3 separate regions of the Mus musculus genome follow, and all the other regions are linked to region 3. A link is a contact called in public HiChIP or PLAC-seq and promoter capture Hi-C data. All regions are on one chromosome and are shown on one strand. Each heading gives the region's core, a stretch centred on a gene start, on an enhancer-like site or on the middle of the called end of the contact. The rest is flanking DNA. Distances are from core to core; before and after follow the strand shown. Region 1 has its middle 120 kb from the start of Gm31326. Region 2 has its middle 75 kb from the start of Gm31326. Region 3 holds the start of Ephb1 (Eph receptor B1).

What was found. Promoter capture Hi-C pulls out the DNA fragments that hold promoters and counts their contacts. HiChIP or PLAC-seq counts read pairs in DNA pulled down with a chosen protein or histone mark.
Region 1: a contact with region 3 is called in a promoter capture Hi-C map of neural stem cells. The contact joins the enhancer-like site here to the promoter of Ephb1 in region 3. A contact is called at or near these places in 5 of 39 promoter capture datasets (embryonic stem cells, hippocampal neurons, liver and 1 more), 4 of 484 Hi-C or Micro-C datasets (cerebellum, cerebral cortex, cortical neurons and 1 more), 11 of 115 datasets of contacts at active chromatin or transcription factors (astrocytes, embryonic basal ganglia, embryonic forebrain and 8 more) and 2 of 9 other capture datasets (liver and macrophages).
Region 2: a contact with region 3 is called in an H3K4me3 HiChIP or PLAC-seq map of embryonic basal ganglia, with 5 times the contacts expected there. The contact joins the enhancer-like site here to the promoter of Ephb1 in region 3. A contact is called at or near these places in 9 of 39 promoter capture datasets (cranial neural crest, embryonic stem cells, frontonasal cranial neural crest and 5 more), 1 of 15 datasets of contacts at CTCF or cohesin (embryonic stem cells), 1 of 484 Hi-C or Micro-C datasets (embryonic stem cells), 9 of 115 datasets of contacts at active chromatin or transcription factors (embryonic basal ganglia, embryonic forebrain, embryonic hindbrain and 5 more) and 1 of 9 other capture datasets (adipose tissue).

The regions. Positions count from the first base shown.
Region 1 is chr9:101,860,827-101,864,520 of GRCm38.p6, forward strand. No RefSeq gene overlaps it. Among named protein-coding and RNA genes, the nearest start is that of Gm31326, 120 kb to the right of the region's middle. Within about 2 kb of position 1,960, at least 52 of the 459 cell types and tissues checked have an H3K27ac peak or open chromatin away from gene starts, as enhancers often do. A contact at or near this core is called in astrocytes, cerebellum, cerebral cortex and 4 more, where this site is marked.
Region 2 is chr9:101,907,480-101,911,328 of GRCm38.p6, forward strand. No RefSeq gene overlaps it. Among named protein-coding and RNA genes, the nearest start is that of Gm31326, 75 kb to the right of the region's middle. Within about 2 kb of position 1,637, at least 13 of the 459 cell types and tissues checked have an H3K27ac peak or open chromatin away from gene starts, as enhancers often do. A contact at or near this core is called in embryonic basal ganglia, where this site is marked.
Region 3 is chr9:102,353,116-102,356,859 of GRCm38.p6, forward strand. Ephb1 (Eph receptor B1) reads right to left here and starts at 1,578. Exons shown (of 16, transcript NM_173447.3): 1 at 1,167-1,578. The coding sequence starts at 1,224.

The DNA of each region.
Region 1 (3,694 bases), core at 710-3,209, 490 kb before region 3:
ATCATATGGTTTGTGTAACACAGTCCAAACATCAAAGCACAGTAGATAACATATAAACAAATAATCAGATACATAGATGATAGGTAATAGATTTGATAGATAAAGCATACTATGGAATCAAAGAGAAAAATGACCACAGAAATACACATGAACTTTCCCCCTGAACAGACCAACGTCCGTTCCATCTAACTTTTTATCATCATGATAAATGACATTCTGTCTACACAGTTGCCCAAACCAGAAACCAGGAAGTCATTTCTAACCCTATTTCTCCCTCAAGCATCGCAACCGAACAATCACCAACTTCTGTTAATCCTTCCTTCAAAGACAGCTTTAATCTGCCCACTTCTCTCCCTCTGAGCTGCAATCACTCTGGTCCAAGCCATTATCATTTCTCACTGGGACTGCCTCCTAAATCCTTCCCCCAAATCCAATACATTTTGCACAGAGCAATCACAGTGATGTTTTCAGAACGTGTACTGGATGATGCCGCTTTCTGCTTAACATCCTTCAAAGGTTTCCGATTGCCTTGACTGCCACTGAAGCTACGACCTGAGGCAGGAACTGGAAACTCTCAGCCTATACCTCCCACCCTGCTTCAATCTCCTGCCTGCAACCTGCAAGGCCAGTGGACAAAGGATGAGGAAAAACACAACCCGTGGTCATTGGCCTCCTTTGTCACCCAGTGCTTCAAGATTCAAAACAGCGGGACTTGTGAAAAATGGAGATGAAGATGTATGGACCCGGGGTCTTTAGCTTCAGAGGTCAAGGAAGGCCTGTCTTTGGGGAGGGGGTGGAACATTGACTGAGTCCTGGAGGACAAGAAAGAAGAGCTCTATGAAAAGTAGGGGAGCAGAGACTGCAGCAGAGAGCAACACATGCAGGGAGAGGTAGAGAGGAAGAAGGCAGGAGGAGCCTGGTGGTTAGGAGTAACGAAAAGGAGGCAGCACTGAGCCTCCTTTTAAGGTGGAGAAAAGGGCTTTTCAGAGAGCAAGGGGGCGGGGAAGAATTGACTGGACAGAGAAGTGGCCTCAGAACATGGAAGCGGGGCGCTGATTAACCAGGTGCCTCAGCTTCCTGACTACATAGGACACAGACGTGAGGGCCAACAAAGCTAAGGGAGACTTTGGACACACTGACCTCTAGCTAACACACCCCACAGCCGCCCACGCCTGTCCTCCACACCAACTGTGACACAGGAGGACAGTCAAGAGGACAAGGAACATCCTCTCCTCCCAAACCTTGATTCCTAGTGAGGACACAGAAACCTCAAGTTCCAGTCTTGACTGGTAGTGAGCAGACAGCCCAGGATCGTCTAGTGTTCCCATTGAAGACTGGGCAGAGGAGATCGGAGACAGGAGACATGGCAAGCCACAGCGGAGGGCAGAGACGGGTAATCTCTTTGCTTGTACCCTGCAAAGATTAGACAGCTCTCTGAGCTAGTTATACTTGGAGAGCCGTGGGTCAGACAGTCTCCGTAGCTGGTGCAGTTCCCAGCTTACCTCCACAGCAGGCTTGTCCTCCTCCAAAACTGTCCTTAGAGGGGAGAGGTTCCAGGCAGCCTTCCTGCCTGCATGAGATCGAGGTGTGTGCTTGTCTTTATCCCTTCCCTGGAAATGATGAAGGATAAGAATCGGGTGGAGACACTGTCTCCTACTTTTCTATAATTTCACACAGGAAGGCAAGTGGCCAGGGCAGGGTAATTACCCCTGGCCTTCCCATCTGTGCTGGAGAGAAGCCTGGCACACGGCCACCCAGGCTCTGATCTATGCTCCAGGCAAAGGAGCCTCTGACAAGCAAACTGACACTTCCATTGCTCTCATGCCAGCAAGAGACACAACTTTAATTAAATGGGTTGCTTAAAACGGTGGCAGAAGATCCGGGACTCAGACAACCCTTCTTCTGCCCTTCTTCCGTATGACGTCACCCTGCTCGCGGGTGTTCTTTCTCTGTTCCTTGGGACTAATCTTCCCTTGGCAGCTGCCTTTCTCTGGCTTCCGACCACTGAGATTTCTTTCACTTGTGTCTTCAAAGCCCTTTGCAAAAAAAAATACAGTGAGGCCAAAGCCAGTGGGAGGTGTGGGAGGAAAGAGCTCTTTCTCTACGGGTCATCTCCTTGAATTCTAGCTGACCCTCTCCGCCCAACCCCCTTGGTGCTGACTGATGCGTGTGTTTCCTAAGAACGGAGAATGTGAACACTCTACTGAGCTTTGGACTTTAGCTAAGAAGCATCCCATTTGATCACAGTCTGTAGGCATAGATACGAGCTATGAGAAAAGTAAGACACGTCTCTCAGAAACCTCCTTGCATGACGGCCAGAGGAGCCTGGGAAGGCTCTCAATGAGGGCAGAGATGAGGCAAACTTGTTATCTCCAGAACTTTGGGGCCTTCAGCAGGATGCAGGGGGCTGGGAGTGGGGGGCGGGGGAAGACATTCACATTTCCAAATAGGTTTGTCCAGTTTCCAGTGGGCTGGCTCTCAGGGGGCAGAGTGAGACGTGGCCAGACACGCCTACATCACAGCCTGCTATTTGGAGTCTGAGCTCTGTTTATCTTTGAATTCAGTTGTTTTATATAAAAGTCTTACTAGGCAAGCTGACTCAGGCCAATGATCTCCCCATTCGCTGGGAATGTTGAGGTAGGTGAATTGGTGTGAGTTTGAGACCAACCTGTCCTACATAGTGAATTCCAGGCCAGCCTGTGCTGCATAGTGAGATCATTTCGATAACAATAAATAATCAAGGTCTGGGAAAATTATCAAGGGGGTAGGGACAGTGCTTGCTTTGTAAGCACGAGGACCCGAGTTTGTTTGATCCCTAAGACCCACCTAAGAAATGTTGGACATGGTGGAGCACAATCGCGACGACCACAGTGCTAAGGAGACAGAATGGGTAGATCCTGAAACCCACTAGCTGACTGATCTAACATACGGCTCAAGTTATGAGCCAGCAATAGACCTCATCGCAGGAAAAGTAAGCAAAGCAAAACAAGGTGGATAGGGCCTGAGGAATGACAGCTAAGGTTGTCTTCCAGTTTCTAAACACAAAGTGCACAGACATACATGCATGCTTGCATACAGACACATCATCGTCATCCTCATCGTCGTCTTCTTCTTCTTCTTCTTCTTCTTCTTCTTCTTCTTCTTCTTCTTCTTCTTCTTCTTCTTCTCCTTGCTTAGAAATGTCAGATATAATATTGTGCTTCTTCATTGGTCCCTTGAGACTGTCCTTAGCATATTTAAAGAAAAAGAAAGAACCTATATACTAAATAACCTGTGTGTGTGTGTGTGTGTGTGTGTGTGTGTGTGTGTGTGTGTGATAGCTGGGTGTCAGAAATGGATAGGAGATGGTGCTATTCCTGGTGACTTGTTCTCAGTAAGATATTTATCAGGACAGAGAGAATGTTTAATCAGAGGAAGGATCGGATGAATCAGATTCATTACATCCACCTTCTGCAATGGGCGCTGAAGGGCCATGGAGGAAGCAAGCCTTTCTCTACCCCTCTTAACAGTTTTTAATTTTTAAAGGCATTAAGATTCTTTTAAAATAAATGAAGAGTTCTGAAGGTTTTTAAAATAACTGTGCCTTGACTAAGAGTTGGATTGAGAACGTCATTTTTTTTCTGGAAATTTCCCCTAGTCTTTGAAGTACTCCCAACTATATTCTCCCTTCAGAGGGAAAATGGTTGTTTTGAAA
Region 2 (3,849 bases), core at 387-2,886, 450 kb before region 3:
TGTGATCTTTCACTGCCCCATCCCTCTATGCCCCTTACACGCCCATGCTTGCTGAATACATACATACAAATGCACAAATGAGTACATGCAGGTGCGAGCTCACACACGCACACACACACACACACACACATACACACACACACACACACACACACACACACACACACCTAACTTCATCATCATTATTTATCATCTATCTATCTAAATACACACAAATGTGTGTGTGTGTGTGTGTGTGTGTGATATAATGGAAGAAAGAAAACATATATTTTTTCATAAGGTCAGTAATTTCTCTTTTAGTAACCTGGAATCAGAGACGATCAGAGGAGGAAACTCCAAGTCCTGTCAGATGGTATACTGTAACTCAGGCTGGAATTCTCTTCTCTCCAGTGCACTTCAGAGGGCCTTTGTGCAGCCTCCCTGCTGCTGAGTGTGATGCACTTATAGACAAGGTGGGAACTGAAGCCCCAGGTCCCTCCACAGGACAGGCTGGGCCCCTGCTCGCCCCCACAGAGAATGCCTGCAAATCTTCAAAGACCACAAAGGTAGGGGGAGAGATGATAGAAAGTGAATCCATTAAGAGGCGTATAAAGCTGACAGTTTCAAAAATAATGATCCGGGTTTTCCTCTTATTTAAAACCATCCAGCTGCCCTGCTGCTTTTCATAGCTTCTGCAACTGACACTCAGTAACGTTTGGAATTAAAAATACATAAGTGTTCGCTGAAAAAGCTGCTAATTTGAAGGTCATTAGCAGCCCCAAACATATTACTTTTATTTGTAAAGACAGCACGTAATAAGGCTATTTAAATTTACCCTCATCCCTGTCTCTTGTGAGCTTTCCCTGTCCAGGGTAAAGCCTCCTGCCTCACCTTGGCCCTCCCTTCTCTGCACCTGCCCTGTGACTGACACCTGCCTGGTGGCCTCTGGTACCCAGAGGAGCCTCTGACTCACACTAGACTAGCATGATGTACGTGGACATTAGAGTTGGTGAGATGGTCTTATCTTCCAGGGAAGAGGCACTTGTAGCAGTTTAGTGCTGATGGGTTCAGAGGCACTTGCCTTGGTAATGGGGATATTTGGGAAAAATTCTCCTGTGGCTACAGTTCGAGTCCTCAATGCTTAGGTCTATATGTTGGCAGTCTAGTAGGCATACCCCACCCTGGAACATGGCATGCCCCGACCCCTTGCAAATTGCCCACCATGTCACTCTGATGGTCACCAGTCAACGCTCACAGTTGGTCCTTTCCGTGTGTTTTCCACACCTCGATCATCTCTGCAAGCATTGGGGATTTGGTTTTGCAGGGCTGCCAACAGCTGCACCCTAGGACCTATTCTTCATCTGTGCACATTACTGCTCTTACTTAAGTCTCTGTCCCCTGGTGGCATCCCTCAGCCCAGCCCTCTACACCGCCTGGACTTTCTCTTTTCAGTTTGTTCCATGAGGGAAATTACTAGAAGCCCAGCCTGTCAGCAGCCTCCTTGTAATTCCTACTTGCAAAAGGATGAAGGGGGAAGGGAAGAAGGCAGTGAGGCTGGGGGTTGTGGTTGCCATAGAAATCTAGAAATGGGACTGACAGCTGAAAAGCATCTCAGGGAGCAAAGAAGAGGAGAAGGAAAGGGGCCTGGGTGGGGGTGAGCCTTTGTGAGTCGGAGCTGACCGATGGGCGGTCACACTGAGTGCATTTAGAGTACATCCACGTGGATCTACTTGCTGTATTGTGCCAGTAGGAGCAGGGCTGAGGAAAGAATATGATCAGGAAAAGTCCCAGCATCTACAGAAGTACACCAGGGCCTGGGGGAGTCACCACACACCAAGTCACGGGCTGATCAGTGCAGTTTCTGGCCTGCAACAGGGAGACCCCTCTGCTGTGAAGTGACCTTGAGTCCCTTCTAAAACCGGGGTGGGCAGGAAGGAGATACTAAGATTTATTCCTTCATTATAAACAAAAGTCATTTGGGGCTTACTTAACCAGCTTCTCTCACTGCTTCTGCTTCTTCTAATTACATGTGTACAGAGCCGATTACACTTGCTTCTTAGCTTGGGCTGGAAATGGGAAAGAATTTCCCCATAGTGGATGGAGTATAGCCCAGCTCAGATGAAAACTCTGGGAGCTTAGAGGTCACTGAGATAGGTGACTAGCACAGTAAGAGAGGCTGGTAACATTCCCATTAAGGCTCATGGAGACGTGATTGGAAGTCAGGGTGCCGACAGCATGGGTCCACGCATGCTGAACCAGGTCTTCCCTGGTCAAAACCAACATCCTCACAGGTTGTAGGGGTTGGGGGGCATGTCTGAAAAAGACAATTCACTGCCTGACAGCTTCCTCCAGGAGGCCCAAGCTTCCTAAACCAGCTGCTGGGTCTCTTTCACTGGCATTTCTCACACCATTTGTGAGGCTGTAGAGATGTTGAGACAAGATCTCAGATAGCCCAGGCTGACCTCAAATTCATGCAGCTGAAGAAGTCCATAAATTCCCGATCTTCCCAGGCCTTCTTCCCAAGGACTTGGATTATAGACAATACCACCACACTTAGACATCTCTATTTTTTAACTTATTAATTTCCTGCCTGTGGTGGTTTGAATGAAAATGACCCCAGAGGCTCATATAGAATGGCACTACTGGGTGGTGTGGTCTTGTTGGAGTAGATTGTAGCCTTGTTGGGGAAAGTGTGTCACTGGGGGTGGACTAAGGTTTTAGAAGATCAAGCCAGGTTCAGTGTTGCTCTCTCTCTTCTCTTACTGCCTCTCTAATACCACATTTGCCTGGGTGTCACCATGCTTTCCACCATGATGATAATGGACCGAACCTTTAAAACATTCCAGCCCCAACTAAATGCCTTTCTTTTTAAGAGGAACTGTCCTCGTCATCGTCATGACATCTCTTCGCAGCAATATAACCCTAACTAAGACACTGTGCTATTAGATTGTGAACTCCATTAGAGAAAGATGGCAGGGAAGTCCCAGGGATTCTGTAGTCATCTATTTCAGATGAGTGAACAAAGAGAAGAATGCATACTTGGACTTTCTGGAGACTCTCGTCAAGCCTTTAACTGTTGGCACACTCTCCTCAACTTCCCCAGCTTTCACTGGTCCTCCAGACAGGAGATGTGATTTCCAGAGATAGACTTCACGGTACTGGCTGTTTCTTTCCTGGTGCTTAGTCCAGGGATACTCACTGTCCTTTTAGCACTGACAAGAGGCCGTCTGCTTTTTGAACACTCAGAGAGTATCCCAGGGGCTTGCTTTATTTCTACTTCTCTGTGACAATAGCTGTGTTAGATATCTTACTTTCAGGTAAGAATTGCTTGATAAGGGTGGTCAGAACTGGGGTCCAGACTTAGATGCTGAGATTTTTACCAATATTTTCACTTCCTACTTTTGCAACCTCTCTGACTCCCAACATACCCCTTTATGTAGATCATGTCCAAGTTGATCTTCTGCATCAAGAGCTCTTACCAATCAATAAGTGAGACTAAAACTCAGCAAACTGCCACCCATATAACTTAAACAACACTCCACCAGTTTTGATAAATAAAGCTTTATTGAAACATGGCCTTATCCATTAATCCATATCTGTGAATATTTTCACAGCACAATGGAGAAAGTTGAATTGTTGCAACAGAAATCACATGACCTAAAATATTTAGCATCTGCTTCTTTACAGGAAAAAAAAATAGTTTGTCATCCCCTGCTGCACTGAATCTACAAGAAATACTTGGTTTTGTTGTTCTTTTCCATGCTGAGTTTCCTACTAGCCATAGAAGTCAGAACCACAAATGGTTAACTAACTCTCGGCCCCAAATGACAGTCTGCAAATAAGACCAAAGGAATGCTGTTCACTCATATG
Region 3 (3,744 bases), core at 328-2,827:
TCTCAAATGGGAACACAACAGGGGAAACAGAGAGCTGCGAACCTTCCACGAGGAATGTCCCTACGGGTGGAGTCCACCTGGCCAGAGACATCCATCGGGATGTGGGGCTTCCAGCAGGGGTGGCGTGGCGGCGGCGCCTCACCCCAGAGTTGCTCTGTTCGAGATAACTCTAACTGCTCCTTCTCTACTGAGATGCGTCCCTGGAGGTGGCGGCCGCCGCGGCTCCGCAGGGAAGGTTGGGGGCGGGGAAGGGGGCGGGAGGCGGGGAGGCGAGCAGGGATTTCCCACGGGATTCGCGGGAGCCCTGAGCGCCGGGGCTCCTGGGTGCGCCGGGTAAGGGGTCCGCTGAGCGGGTTTGGCTGGCCACCAGCGGGAGGCACAACCACGCTGAGCCAGCAGGGATGGTGTCTTGGCTCGTGGGCTCGCAGCCACGCAGTCTCTTCTAACTGCCGGATGAGTTTAAGCACCGCCAGCACTCACCCAAGCCCACCCCTGCTCCAAAGCTCAGAAGGCGAGAAAGGCGTCCGCCTCGCACTTGCTGTCCCTGGAAGATTGCAACCCGGCAGCTTCTAGGGCTGATTTCCCCCCCAGGGTGCGGTCAATGGATTTGGCCCCTCTCGTTTGGCAGTCACTTGCTGGGGTACTAGTAGGACCTTCTGTGATCCCCCAAGCAGCCTGCCTGCGGAGCCCAGAGTCCGGAAACCTCAGACTGCGAAAGGGAGACAGCAAGCTACCGCTCGCCAGCCAGCGCATCCAGGCCCGGGATAGAAAGAGCCGAAGGTGCCGACTCTAGGAGCCCAGTGGCCCGAGGTATCGCTTCCCAGACCAGCTTCGCCCAGAGCTAAGGAGCTTGCACCGCAATGCAGCGGGATCCAGGCTCTCTAAGCCGGAGATGTCCGGTGATCGTGCTGTCTGGGAGCACCAGAGCGCAGGAGCCGAAAGACTCTGCGTGCGAACGAACCTGCTGTGGGCGCCCAGGGTCGGCGCAGGGCATGCCTGTGGGTACCGCCCCATCCCGGTGCCCCATCTCTACCCAGGATCGGTGACATTCTCTCTCTCCAGCACCAGGATGCCCGGCCGAGCAGCCAAAGGAGCCCTGCAAAGCGCGCGGCACCCATGAACTGGCAGCCGGCAGCCACCAAGTTGCTCCGCGAAGGGTACGTTACCTTCCATCGCGGCCACTGCAGATGCCAGGAGGAAGAGCAGCAAGCAATCCAGGGCCATCGCCGGCCAGCGGCCCCCAGGCCGAGCCCCAGCGGAGACGCGCCGCGTCCCAGGGCGCCGCTGCGCTCCCGGCGGGTGGCTTCTCCGTGTCCTTTCGCGCTCTGGCCGGGACCGGACTCCCCGGAGCGCGGCGTGGGCGTGGGCGGGAGTGTGCGCGCGTGGGGCGGTGCGGGCGCGCGTGGATGTGGGTGTGCATGTGTGTGTGTGTGTTTATGGGAGAGGTGGGTGTGTGCGTGCGTGTGTGAGAGAGGGTGAGGGAGAGCGAGCCTGGGAGAGCGCGCGAGAGCGTGTGCGTCCTGGTGTCACATTGCGAGCTACAGCGGAGCCTACGGGAGGACAGAGCGGGCCAGACTGACGGGGGAGGGAGCGGGATCCCCCACCATCAGCTCTCTCTCCACCCCTAACACCTCCTGTCCAATCAAGGAATCAAACCTGCAAAATTCCCTCATCCAATCAGGCGCGAGCACCTCCTTACACTGGCATTGTTAGTTTAAGAAAAACTTTTGCTTGCAAGGCTGTGTGGGAGGGTTAGGAAGGCGCTAGGAGGTGATCGCGCTCCCTCTTGTGGTGATTTAGGAGAACTGCAGCCTCGCACGCTCGCTTTCCCCAAGCTGAAAAGGAGGGGCTCAGCCAAGAAGTCAACTGAGGTCCCTTATGCTTACAGACACCCCACAGCTACTCCTGACTATTCCTATGCAGAATGCCGCCACCCTATATCATTTTACTAATCAATTTTGTTTATTTTTGAGTCTTGTCTGATCTCGTTCACTCAGAATTCCTGGAACCTTAACAGTGTCTTATTCTTGGCATGCATCTGTGGAGTGAGTGAATATGGTTTCAAGACTTTATGGCCGGCTGCTCGGGGGTAGTTAGAACACCCTGTGGGCTTCCTATCATATCCTCAGCTGTATATCTCCAAAAGTCTCTTCCCAGGTGGATCTCTGAGCATCCACTGTAGGGCCTGCTGTCAGAAGACAGTCATAATGGGAAGACATGAAGAAACAGCCGAAAGTCTGACAACTTGTTGGGGTATGGGGAAGGGAGACATTGCTTTGAACCAGGCCTGGAGGTAGGTGGGAAGGACTGAGTTCTGCAACCACAGGAAAACCAGGCTCCAGAATAGAAGTGGTTTCCCACCATCAGCTCTGATGATAATGCCCCATTTTGCTGTCTGTTGATCAGGTCAGGCTGTTTCAGATCCGGCCCTGGCCTTGATGCTTGTCAGAAGCTGTGTGGCAGAAGGTCCTCACCTCCTCCCGCAAGGTTAGGGATGCTCCTGGAAGACTCATGTGGGAGGGGCTTCAGCCCCCTCCCCAAACCTTTTAAAGACATTAACATCTGGCAACTCTCCTTTGGGAATTTAGTTACATTGATTCCCCACCCTGGGTACTTACTCTGTCTTTCACAGACACTGCCTCCCTCTTCACCACCCCAGCCACACTCAGACCCCTGATTCTGACAGGTCTTTGTTTCCCAGACTTTGACACAGGCTGTTTGTGTCTTCCCCTACCATCCACCCATCCGGCCTCAGAACCTGAAAGGATGACGTCAGTGACCGCTGCTTAATCTTCCCTAATACTACCTCAGCTGCTCTTTGTCCCTCCACAGCACTGTGTCTTGAAGTCCCTTAAGTGAGGGATGCCCCTCTCTGACATGGGTGAGTACTGGGTCTTTTGCAGCTTTGGCAACACTCTCCACAGTCCAATTTCACTGCCTACCTGTCTTACTACTTCTTGCCCTTCCTCCTTCATCCCTCCAGCCTCTAAGAGAGGAATCCCCAAAGCTCTTACCTTGAAACCCCTCCCCCTCCCTGCACTGGTGACCAACTGCATCCATCCCTGTGGATGGATTATAGATAGATGATGGATGGAAAACAGACTGATGGATGGATGGATGGATGGATGGATGGATGGACAGACAAATGGATGGGTGGATGGACAGACAGATAGGTGAATGGACAGATGAATGGATGGATAAATGGGTGGATGGATGGATGGATGGATGGATGGATGGATGGATGGATGAATGATGACAAGCAGATGAATGGATGGGTGGGGTGGGTAGATGATCTCAGATGGATGTTGGGTGCATGCATGAGTGGTTTGTGGGCTCTTTCCTTCCCTCCACCCCACCAAGCACACCCAGCAAAACCCCCTCTCCTGCTTCCTCTTCTTTATGCCTTTGTCTCAGGTCTATCCATCTGTCTCAGCTCTGTGTCACCCCTCCTCCCTCTGGACAACTGAAGAATCTAACTGGCCACCCGGTTTCTGTCCTCTGTAACCCCGCTGAGTGCTGCCGCCAGCGTAATCTTTCCTAAGCTAATCTTGGTCTTATCTCTTCATAGTGTTTCAACCCAGCGGCTCCTCACTGTCTCCTGAAGAAAGACAGGCCACTCTGGCGAGGCCTCCAGATTCCAGGACAGGATTCCCAGAACTGTATTCTCATCCCAGTTTTTGCTAGGCGTTCTCTTGGCCTGCAACTCTTGGCTCCTCGGTGCCTCCGTATCCTACCTTAGCCCAT